Regions from separate parts of the Columba livia genome. Here regions 2 and 3 are each linked to region 1. A link is a contact called in public Hi-C data. All regions are on one chromosome and are shown on one strand. Each heading gives the region's core, a stretch centred on a gene start, on an enhancer-like site or on the middle of the called end of the contact. The rest is flanking DNA. Distances are from core to core; before and after follow the strand shown.

Region 1 (3,578 bases), core at 783-3,282:
CCGAACATCCAACAATATAGGCTGCTAAGACCACAACAACATCTGAGCACGGTATCACGTACGTCCGCTCCAAACCAGGAGGCATCGCAGGCAAAGCACCAGCACCTTGTTTATCGCCGATACCCCACGCTCGGCATTGCCAGAACGGAGCGAAGCATCAGCAATCTCTTGAGATAAACAAGGCCTCGCGGTGGAAGCATCACTTCACAAGTGATATGAATTAAAGAGGGCTACGTGAAAACTCCTGTACTGAGAAAAAAACCACACAATTTTTCGTTCAAACACCCCCCAACCTGATGGCTGTTTTTCTTTTTAATCTACCTCCTTCTGCAACCAGCGTTGGTGAGATGAGGAGACAGAGATTTCCCTCACAACCCTTCAGTCCAAAGTAACAGGGAGCAACTTCTCCAAGGATACAGGACCCCTCGCTATTTACAAGACAAGCCACACAAACATCGAAGCTTTCTGCATACTAAACACATCAATTTTCGGGGGAGATACACCAATCTACCCTTTTTAGAAGACCACTCGATGTCTATTACCAGGCAACACCACCACACGCTCTACTTCTAATTTCTGTCCTTTCTCCCCTTTTTACCAGCGCTGCCTGTACCAAAGCACGAACCCAACACCCAAATCACTTCCAAAATCCACACGCAGCTCCCCAGAACTGGAACCCCACCGCTCACCCCCCCTTTCCACTTACACCCCAAAACTCCTCCGAGCTTCCAAAAGGAAACAAGGTTAAGGGCAACCGTCAACCTCTGGACTTCGGAGGAGAAAGCAGCTCCTTTGGCCAGGCCAGATTCATCTTATTTTAGAGGAAAACGCAACCCAAGCGTGACGCCTTGCGCAATCAACAACTATTTATCTACCAAGTAAATAGAGCCAGCTTTTCAAAGTAGCCCGTGTTTCTTTCCCAGGCGCACAAGTGTCCTCCAACAAACCTGAGAGCTCCCCAGATTCTTAAATGCAAAGCCAGGGGACATAGAGGAAAACAAGGAGAAGTCACTATTATTATTATTTTTAAAAAAATCTTTAAAGCTAAGACTTCAAAACCTTCTGACACATGCAGAACTGGTATCCTTGAAGCAGGGCACAAAGTGACAACCTCACAAAGTCCTCAAGAGAGAGGAGTATTTTAATTTAAATAACTGATTAAACCTGATATTTAAACACCGTAACAAGTTCCCAGCTGCATCCCAGCAAAGCAGCTCCAGAGAGCTTCATGCAAATATCTTCCCCCCACAAAAGAAACAACCAAAAAACCACCAACCCCAACAAGCCCTCCTCTGTTCCCAGATTATACAGTGGCTGAAGAATGCAAGTTGCTACTACGTGCATTTTTAAGAAGCGATTTGCAGAAATTTAAAAGAAAAATAAACAAAAAAGGAGAAAGAGAGAAGGCTGCTCACCTTTATCCTGAGTGCAGGACAGGATCTCCTCCTCTTTGGGGTTAGTCACCTGGGTGATAATGGACGGGTTGTCCATGGAAACAGAGTGAGATTTCACCTGGCTATTTCCCTCCCGGAGGCAGGCTTGTGTGCGGGGGGGTGGGGAGGGGGGTTGTTTGTTTGTTTAAAAATCAATATGCAGATTTGTAGTTAAAAAAAATAATAATAAAAAACTCCTCCAGGAGCGAAGCCAAGCTGGGGTGGTGGGGGGGGGGGGCACCGCGCACAGGGGCCCCTCCGGTACCGCTGCCACCGCCGCCTCCAGGCGCCAAATCTCCACGGGGCGGGGGGGGGGAAGGCGAATCAACCCCCCCCCTTAACAAAAAATAATAAATAAGGACTCCAATTCACCCTTCCGGGAAGCCCTGGCAGCGCTCCCCCCGAGACCCCGCCGGAGCCGCCGCCTCCCGAGGCGGGGGAAGTGCCCCCGGCCCCTCCGCGCCGCCTCCCCCCCGCCTCACACCGCCTCCCGCATCCACCTGAGCCGCCCCGCGGGGCCTCCCCCGAGCGCGTCCCCCGGCACAGCCCCGCGCTCCCTACATACCCCCCCGCCGCCGCCCTCCTCCTCCTCCGCGCTTATCTCATCCCCGCGCCCCCTCACACCTCCCTCCCTCCCTCCCCCCCACCCCCCTTCCCGCGGGCAGCGCTGCGGGCTCGGCGGAGCGACGCCCGGGCCGCCCCCTCCTCCTCTTCCTCCCCCCTTTCCCGGGTCGCCGCTGCCGCCGTGCGCGGAGGGAAGCGCGGTGCGGAGGGGAGGAAGGGAGGGGAAAGGGGCCGAGCCGCCGCTGCGCGCCCCGGCCGCGCTCCCCGCGCTGCGCCACAGCCCCGTCGCCACCGCCGCCGCGCTCGCAGCCTGTCAGCCCGCCCGGCGCGGCCCGCGCCCCGCCCCGCTCCGCCCCCGCGCCGCGGGACGCTCCAACATGGAGGCGGGGAGCGGGCAGCGCCCGGGGCCGCTGCGCGGTAAACAACGGGGCGGGGCCACGGCGGGGGCGGGGCCACGGCGGGGGCGGGGCCACGGCGGGGGCGGAGACACAGGGGGCGGAGACACAGGGGGCGGGGCACAAGGGGCGGGGCCAGGAGGCTGTTGTCGTTGCGTACAAAAGGCTTTTCTCTCCGCCGCGGGGGGGCGGAGCCGGGGGCGGGGCCACAGGGAGAGGGCGTGGCCAGCCCTCCATGGCGGGGGAGCTGCCCGCGGGAGGCGGGAAAAGGCGTTAGCGCGTCACGTCCGTGCTCGGTGCTGTCCCGCGTCAGCGCTGGGCTGGTTTCCTTCAGAAACGGGTATAAACTGCCTGAGAAGGAGCTGCGGTTAATGAGGAGTGAAATATTTTCACAGGTGTTTTTTTTTGTTCGTTTTTTTTCTTTTTTCAGACGCGAGTGTGTCACTAGAAGGTACCGAGGGCAGCATGGCCAGCTTCTCTTAGAGAAAACACCCTTTAAATTTTTTTTTTAAATTATTTTCTTTTCCTAGAGCATCTTCGAAGGCTTCCCAGCAATTCCCAGCGCTGCTGTTCAGTGGCCACGTCAGGAGATGGATCCAGCTCCTCCCGCCCTTGCCCGGGGTCTGGGGCGCGATGGTGGGGAAGAAAAACCAGCTCCTCCGTGGGGCTGTCAGTGTCAAATTAAAAGGGTGAACCTTTAAGTAAGCGTGTTGGTGTTTTTCATGTAAATGAGGAATTGCAACCCCCTTTCCTAAAAAAACATATATTTCTAATGTATATACAAGCCTTTATTGCAACCTTGCTACAGAAGGGACAGATATCATTTTAAATTCCATTAACCAAGTTGAGGAAAGTCCTTCTGTAGCTGGCATGGACCCAGGCAGTGTGAATTGTAGTAATACTGGTTTCAACTCTCTTATTTTCCCTGAAAGAGAAAGCCACTGCCTGTCTGCATTTTTAAAATGTATATATAAATATGTATGTGGCTCTGAGCGGTTTTACCTAACGTTAGCAAAAATCCAGCATTTCGACCGCCAGGCTAGGTTGCAGAAATGAGCATTTAGTTTAATTCCAGCAGCAGCTGTTCTCATTGCGGTGCTTTCCCTTAAAGGGAGCCCAGCAGTGAGGAGTTTCTAGTCTGCGGTGATGCCACATCTACTTTCCGGGGAAAATTACTTGATTCTGG
Region 2 (3,182 bases), core at 391-2,890, 150 kb after region 1:
TGCCCCTCAGCGGGGACACGTGCTGCGGACGTGGCTCTGGAGATGGTGGATGCCCCATATCTGGAGACATCCCAGGCCAGGCTGGATGGGGCTCTGAGCAACCTGAGCTGGTGAAGATGTCCCTGCTCATGGCAGGGGTGGCACTGGATGAGCTTTGAAAGTCCCTTCCAACCCAAAGCATTCTCTGGTTCTAGGATTCTAATAAATGATTATGCTTTAGCCTCTCATAAGTCAGTAGTTTAAAAACATAAGCAAACCCAAACCAAAGACAACGTAGAGACTGCAACGTGAACCAGTCTCAACACTCGATTTAGTTTCATCTTCAAATTCCTAATAAAATATTTTACAAATTCATCTAGAGATGTCCAGGCCATGGTCATCAGCACTGTGATTCAGAGCAGATAATATCACTGTTGGAATTACTTCCACAAGTTCTCGGGAGTTTTTCCAGACTGCTGTGATGCCCATATTAGAATTATACATTTCCTACAGGGTCAATAAAGACTGATCCACTGATAATTCAGTAGCCTCAACTCAGAGATGCCCAAAATAGCCAGGTGAGGTGACAATTTCTTGAAGGCAATGATACTGCTACATTCAGCCATGGTGTACATGCTGTTTTAAGAACTTGTCATAATAGATCTATACTCATATATTGATTCTTAGCCTTCTTGCTTGAGATCACTTTACACCGAATTAGCTTATTATCGAGAACCTTTAAAAAAAGCTCTAGGTAATCACTAACTTTAAATCACAGGCACCAGGATGCAATTTGGTATGACAGCTCATGGCAGGGGGTTGGACTAGGTGAGCTTTGAAGGTCCATTCCAACCTAAGGTGTTCTATCAGTTTGCGATTCTGTGACAAGGGGGCACTGCACTGAGGTGTCTCTGGTGGGTGACGGACAAGGGGACATCACACTGAAGTGGCTCCAGTGGGTGAGGGACAAGGGGACACCACACTGAAGTGGCTCAGGTGGGTGAGGGACAAGGGGACACCACACTGAAGTGGCTCCAGTGGGTGAGGGACAAGGGGACACCACACTGAAGTGGCTCAGGTGGGTGAGGGACAAGGGGACACTGCGCTGAGGCGTCTCTGGTGGGTGACAGACATGGGGACATCACACTGAAGTGGCTCAGGTGGGTGAGGGACAAGGGGACACCACACTGAGGTGGTTCAGGTGGGTGCTACAGCAGTGCAAATCTCTGGCATGGGGTGATGGCTCTTTGCACCCGGGGCCATGTACACTTTGGGGGTGACAAATGTCACCCGGGGGGAGGAAGCACGTGTCGTCATGACCCACACACACTAGCTGGGGAAAGCGGGGGCGGTGTTTTCGTGCATGCGCTGCCCACCGTGTGTGAGTGTGTGTGCGTGTGTGTGTGCACACGTGTGTGTGCGCGCGAGGATGTGCACTCGCTCACGTGTGTGTGTGCCTGTGTGCGTGTACGCGTGTGTGTGTGTGCACGTGTGTGTGTGTGCGCGCCCGCGTGTGTGTGTGGCGAGCGCTCCCGCTCGCCCCCTGCCGTCCCCCCGCTGCCGCCGCGGCCGTGCCGAATCTGCTGCTGGGGACCGGGCGCCGCCGCCGGCGCGTTCGCGGAGCAACCCCTTTTTTTTCCCCTCCTGCCCGTGCGGAAAGTGCGGCGGCGGGTCCGGGGCCGGCTTTACGCCGGGCGCGATTTCATCATGCGGGGGGGGGCAGGGCGGCGCGCCGCCTCTCTCCATGCCGCTGCTGCCCCGTAGCGTCCTGCCCGCCCTGCTGCGCCGCCTCGCCTGCCCGCCCGCCGCCCCGCTCTGCACCCGGCCCGCCCCGGCCGCGACCCCCATGGACGGCCCGCAAGCCGAGGCGCTGCTGGCGCCCCTCCGGCAGGCGGTGCGGCACCAGGTAACGCGCCCCGGCCCGGCTGAGGGGGGGGACACCCGCCGGGGAGGACCCGCCTGAGGGGGAGGGACGCGCTGAGGGGGGTCGGGTGTGTGACAGACCCGCCCGCGGAGGTGTCCCCCGCTCCCCCCTCAGGCGCGGGGGGTGCCCCGGGTGCATTCGCCCTGCACTGCGGGGTGTTTCCCCTCAGCGCCCCCCCGCACCCTGCGTGCGACCGTCCGGCTCGGGGGCACCGCGGAGCCCCCGGCGGAGCGTCCCGGGGTGGGCGCCGCTTCCCCCGGGTGCGGGTGTTGCTGAGCCCGGAGAAGCGGGGGTGGTTGTTTTCCCGTGAATTGCCCGTTCCCCACCCCGCAGTGATGGATGGTGCTGGCAGAACTGGATCTGTGCGTCAGGCTGCCCGGCTTCGCTCTCCTGGGCTTGACTTTGCCGTGCTTTTGGGGCCCCGCAGCTGGTTCTTCACGTTTTCTTTATATTAAACAGCCTACATAGGTTTCCTCATCCCACAGGGTCACACAGTGACTTCCCTTGAGAACTGAGTGTGTGTTGGGTTTTGCAGATAAATGATATTCTTTGGATTCGTGTATTTGCCAGATGTAGTAAGAGAATATTAATTTCTTCGCACATTTTCCGTTTCATCATTATTATTTGTCCAGATACGTAGCTGTCTCCTATTAACTAGGATTGCGTCGCATTCTCTTTCCATCCCCCTCACAAACTAAACTATCATCTTTAGCTTCTCTCTCACCTGAGATGGACTCGATTGTCTTTTTATTTCCTAAGTGGATCTTGGTCTTGGTTCCCTTGCTGTGTGTGTTACTGGCAGCTCATGGAAGTTCCCCTTCATCCCTGTTTTAGCAGCAAAATCTATACGTGTGAGTTCCCCACATGTCTCCTTTAAGTGGCTGAATCCATAGTCTTCTGGTTAGTTGCACACACAGCTACGTGTGTGTCCCATGGCTACGTGTGCGTCCCTGGTATTTGTAGATTTGTACATGTGTTTTCCCATTAAATGAGTAGATTTATGGCCCTCTAATTATACCAGCACCATCCCTTCAATGAGTTTTTATTGTGAATCACTGTGCAGCATAATGCCTTGGCAGGAGAGCTTCTTATAAATAAAATTATGATTTCTAGAGCTAGCCGATTTAATTTTAAAATCCTGTATCTTGGGTGCTGTCGTTTGCCTTCAAAGTATCGATGCCCCCCCCGTCTTTCTGGCTGCCTGTGGGATGGGGACAGGAGTGTGGGGAGCCGAGGAAAGGTTTGTGGGTAAATTTCTGTAGCTGGGACCACGGGTATT
Region 3 (3,262 bases), core at 360-2,859, 210 kb before region 1:
TGCAGCAAATAGGTGGAGTGGAGGATATATCCAGTATTTTAGCCTGAAGAAAAGGAGGCTGATGGGAGATCTTACTGCTCTCTACAGTTACCTGAAAGGAGGTTGTAGCATGGAGGCGGTTGGTCTCTTCTCCCAAGTAACAAGTGATAGGATGAGGAAATGGCCTTAAGTTGCACCAGGAGAGGTTTAGATTGGATATTAGGAAAAAACTTCACCCTGGAAAGGGTTGTTGGGCATTGGAACAGGCTGCCCAGGGAAGTGGTGGAGTCACCATCCCTAGAGGGGTTTAAAAGATGTGTAGATGAGGTTTTTAGGGACATGGTTTAGTGACAGTGTTGGGTTAAGGGTTGGACTTGATGACCTTGGTGGTCTCGGCCAAAATGATTCTATGATTCTACACAGAGAAGGTGTTACTATAATGCTATTTCCCACCACCACTTTCAAACTGCCCTTCTCTACTTCTCCCTTATAGAAACCACGATGTTCTCACCACCTCAGCCTTACCGGAGTTTCCAGTCTGGCTGACTCACCCACCAGCCTCTTGGACACTCCCCCCAGTGCTCTTCCCCATCAGCTGAAACGGTGACAGATTGATGGTGTTCTCTGGAAATCCCCATGCCCTGAGGATTTTAAAGTTGATGTCTCTTTCTCTGTAGGTTTGCAGGAGGGATTCTCCTTCGTGGGTCTTTCAGAAGGTGTTTTGTGGGAGATAACCCCCCCCATGCCATACTAATAGAAGGATGGGCTTTAGAGGAGTCATGGGGTGAAATCTCTGCTCTTTATTTTCTCCACTTGTTTGTTAGTTTTGTACTAGGACAGAGGAGTTTTGCTACATCAGGGCAATTTTCCTTGGGTGGTGGCAGCAGCCCTATATTTATGGACTGTAAAAGTATTTGAGATCAATGTCCCTGCTCTCAAAGGAGCAGCCCAGTTCCTGGCAGGGAGGGACAAACAGTCCCAGTCCCAAAGTATTTTTCATCATGTGCCTCCCAGATCTGTCAGCAGCACACAGGGACTTTTTCCCTTCTGTTGGTGGAGCTGCTGGGTTTGCAGCCACTGAGGAGCGAGGGCTTTGAATCTGCCAACAACTCCAGCAGTTGTTTGCATCAAGAAAACCTAAATAACCTGAAACGGAAATAAACAACAGCAAAACAATAACTGAATCCCTCCCCTAAACATTCAAGATTTCCCACACTGTATTCCCTTTCTTTCCCCCTCCCTGTTTGCCAGTGTCACCTTTTACCCTTAAAAAATTCCTAGTTTAAGAGTACGGGACAGAGAGGAACAAATCAGTTCCACTCAATAAAAGCCTCAGGATGGCGCCTTTTTTGCCTGCTTTCTCTGTCTCAAATGCAAAGCTTGTAACTTCTGTTCTAAAGTTTTAAATTCATGCCTCTGCGAGTGTTTGTGGTTACAGCTTCTATTTCTATATTGGTGGTTTCTGACCTGTCGTGGTGGTTTATTTATTTTTTTTGGGGGGGGTGTGTGTATGTGTGTGGGGGGGTGTGTATGTGTGTGTGGGGGTGTATTGGCTTTTTTGATTCGTTTTTATTTTTTGTTTTTGTTTCTTTTTTCCTTCTGAAAATAAATATACCCCTACCAGTGTCTAAAAGCCCTTTAGACCTTGACTCTGATCACCTGTTTAAGTCCATTTCTTTGATTCGGGGACCACGGAGGACACATTTACAGCTCTCCCCTTCAATCTGGAAGCCTCTGCCGGAAAGGAGCAGCATGAAAATATGCCAGAAACAGGAAAAGAGGTAACGCTGTGAAGCTGCGGCATCAGCAGGGGGCTGGGCCAGCGGCGGAGCCGCCGGGTTTGCGGGGAGGAGCCCGCACCAGTCCGGCGCTGGGACTCCGGGCGCTCGGTCCCAGTCGGGGCGCTGGCGCAAGCGGTGCCGTGAGGGATGCGGGAGGGAAATAAATGAGGAGTCATAGCGCAAGAGGTGATTTCCAGCCCGAGGGAAGGAGCAGAAGGCTCCGGAGGGAGCTGACGGGGGGGGGATCGGTGGAGCAGAGAGCAGGGGGAGCCGCCCGGGTCCGTTTTCCAGCCCGGTAACGTCTGGGCGCAGCTGCTGGCGGAGCCGTTGCTGCCGCTGCACGGCGGCTTCTTCTGCAAAAATGGAATCGAACGGCAGTTTCCTCGCTTACAACAGTAAGTCTATAGAAATAGCCTTGCGTTTCAGCTCTCTTATCTTGTCCAGAGCTTTGTTTTTCCTCCTGTCTTCTCCCCCCTCTTTCCCCTCTCCATTCTCTCATTTGGAAGCAAAGCAGCGTTTAATCTGTATTACAAATGATAGGGTTTTTTGCTCTGTTAATAGGCTTGGCTGTATTGGTAGGAACTGTGTCTTGTCTGTCTAAGTGTCTGCAAGCCCAGAAAAGTTGGTCCAAATCTCCTCCCCTTTGTGGTGAAGCTGAGAGAGGGACAGATGCTCAGCTGGGTAAATTCTCTGGTCTGTGGAGAAGACAAGCAGGATGAACCCCCAGCTCAGGGTCTGCCCACAGGATAAGTGTTTAGTACAAAATAAGTAGCGTCTCTAAAAAAGAATAAATCCTCTCTGCTCTCCTATCAAGTGAGATTTAATGCTTATTGGTATCAAGACTAGGAGGCTTGTCTGATAGAGTAATGAAGCATCCCTTAATCCCTGCTCTGCCTTTAACATATTGATTTGTTACCTCTATTGTATTTTACTTACTGTGATGAGCAGAAAGAACTTAAGATTGTTATAGCTACGGATTGAAATGGGGTTTTGTGACCCTACAGCAATGGGAAAAGTGCTTATTTTTGTTTAATGAGATATGTGCTTTCTTACTATAGATGAACTATAAACAAACAAACTTAATAGAGCAATAAGTGATTGGCACTAAACATAATCAGTTTAGTGTTACCAGGAGAAATGTGAGAAGATTCCCCCAGGCTCAAGAAATCTTCCCTCTGATTTTCCCAGATGCTAGAAATCTAACAGGAAGGTGAAACAGAGGTTAATGTTATACTTTGTGTAGGTATCTCATTCATTATATAACCACTGGGGAAAGCAAGCTAAGAAATACATCTGGAACTAGTAAAATATTTCTTATTCTGGCCTGTGGGTCATTTTTCAGTGAATATTATTTAGTCTTCTGGGGTTAGGAACCAAGATGAATTTAGTGGCTGCTTGTTAATCCATTTTCTTGTCTCAAGCAGAAAAATACACAGGTGTCAAAGGAACCAAAGCGTTTACTGAAATTCCTTAACACATAACACACAGAGATGCCAACGTCA

Evidence for each region. A called contact is a pair of places that touch in the nucleus more often than the background predicts.
Region 2: a contact with region 1 is called in a Hi-C map of liver, with 4 times the contacts expected there. The contact joins the promoter of GARS1 here to the promoter of CTDSPL in region 1. A contact is called at or near these places in 2 of 2 Hi-C or Micro-C datasets (crop and liver).
Region 3: a Hi-C map of liver shows a contact between it and region 1, with 2.3 times the contacts expected there. The contact joins the promoter of PLCD1 here to the promoter of CTDSPL in region 1. A contact is called at or near these places in 2 of 2 Hi-C or Micro-C datasets (crop and liver).

The regions. Positions count from the first base shown.
Region 1 is chr2:5,475,212-5,478,789 of bColLiv1.pat.W.v2, reverse strand. It overlaps CTDSPL (CTD small phosphatase like), which reads right to left and starts at 2,032. Exons shown (of 9, transcript XM_005509118.3): 1 at 1,416-2,032. The coding sequence starts at 1,491. LOC110363720 (a long non-coding RNA gene) reads left to right here and starts at 2,537. Exons shown (of 4, transcript XR_010469917.1): 1 at 2,537-2,787; 2 at 2,923-3,578.
Region 2 is chr2:5,320,624-5,323,805 of bColLiv1.pat.W.v2, reverse strand. GARS1 (glycyl-tRNA synthetase 1) reads left to right here and starts at 1,640. Exons shown (of 17, transcript XM_065050328.1): 1 at 1,640-1,885. The coding sequence starts at 1,724.
Region 3 is chr2:5,682,296-5,685,557 of bColLiv1.pat.W.v2, reverse strand. It overlaps PLCD1 (phospholipase C delta 1), which reads left to right and starts at 1,609. Exons shown (of 15, transcript XM_065050346.1): 1 at 1,609-1,760.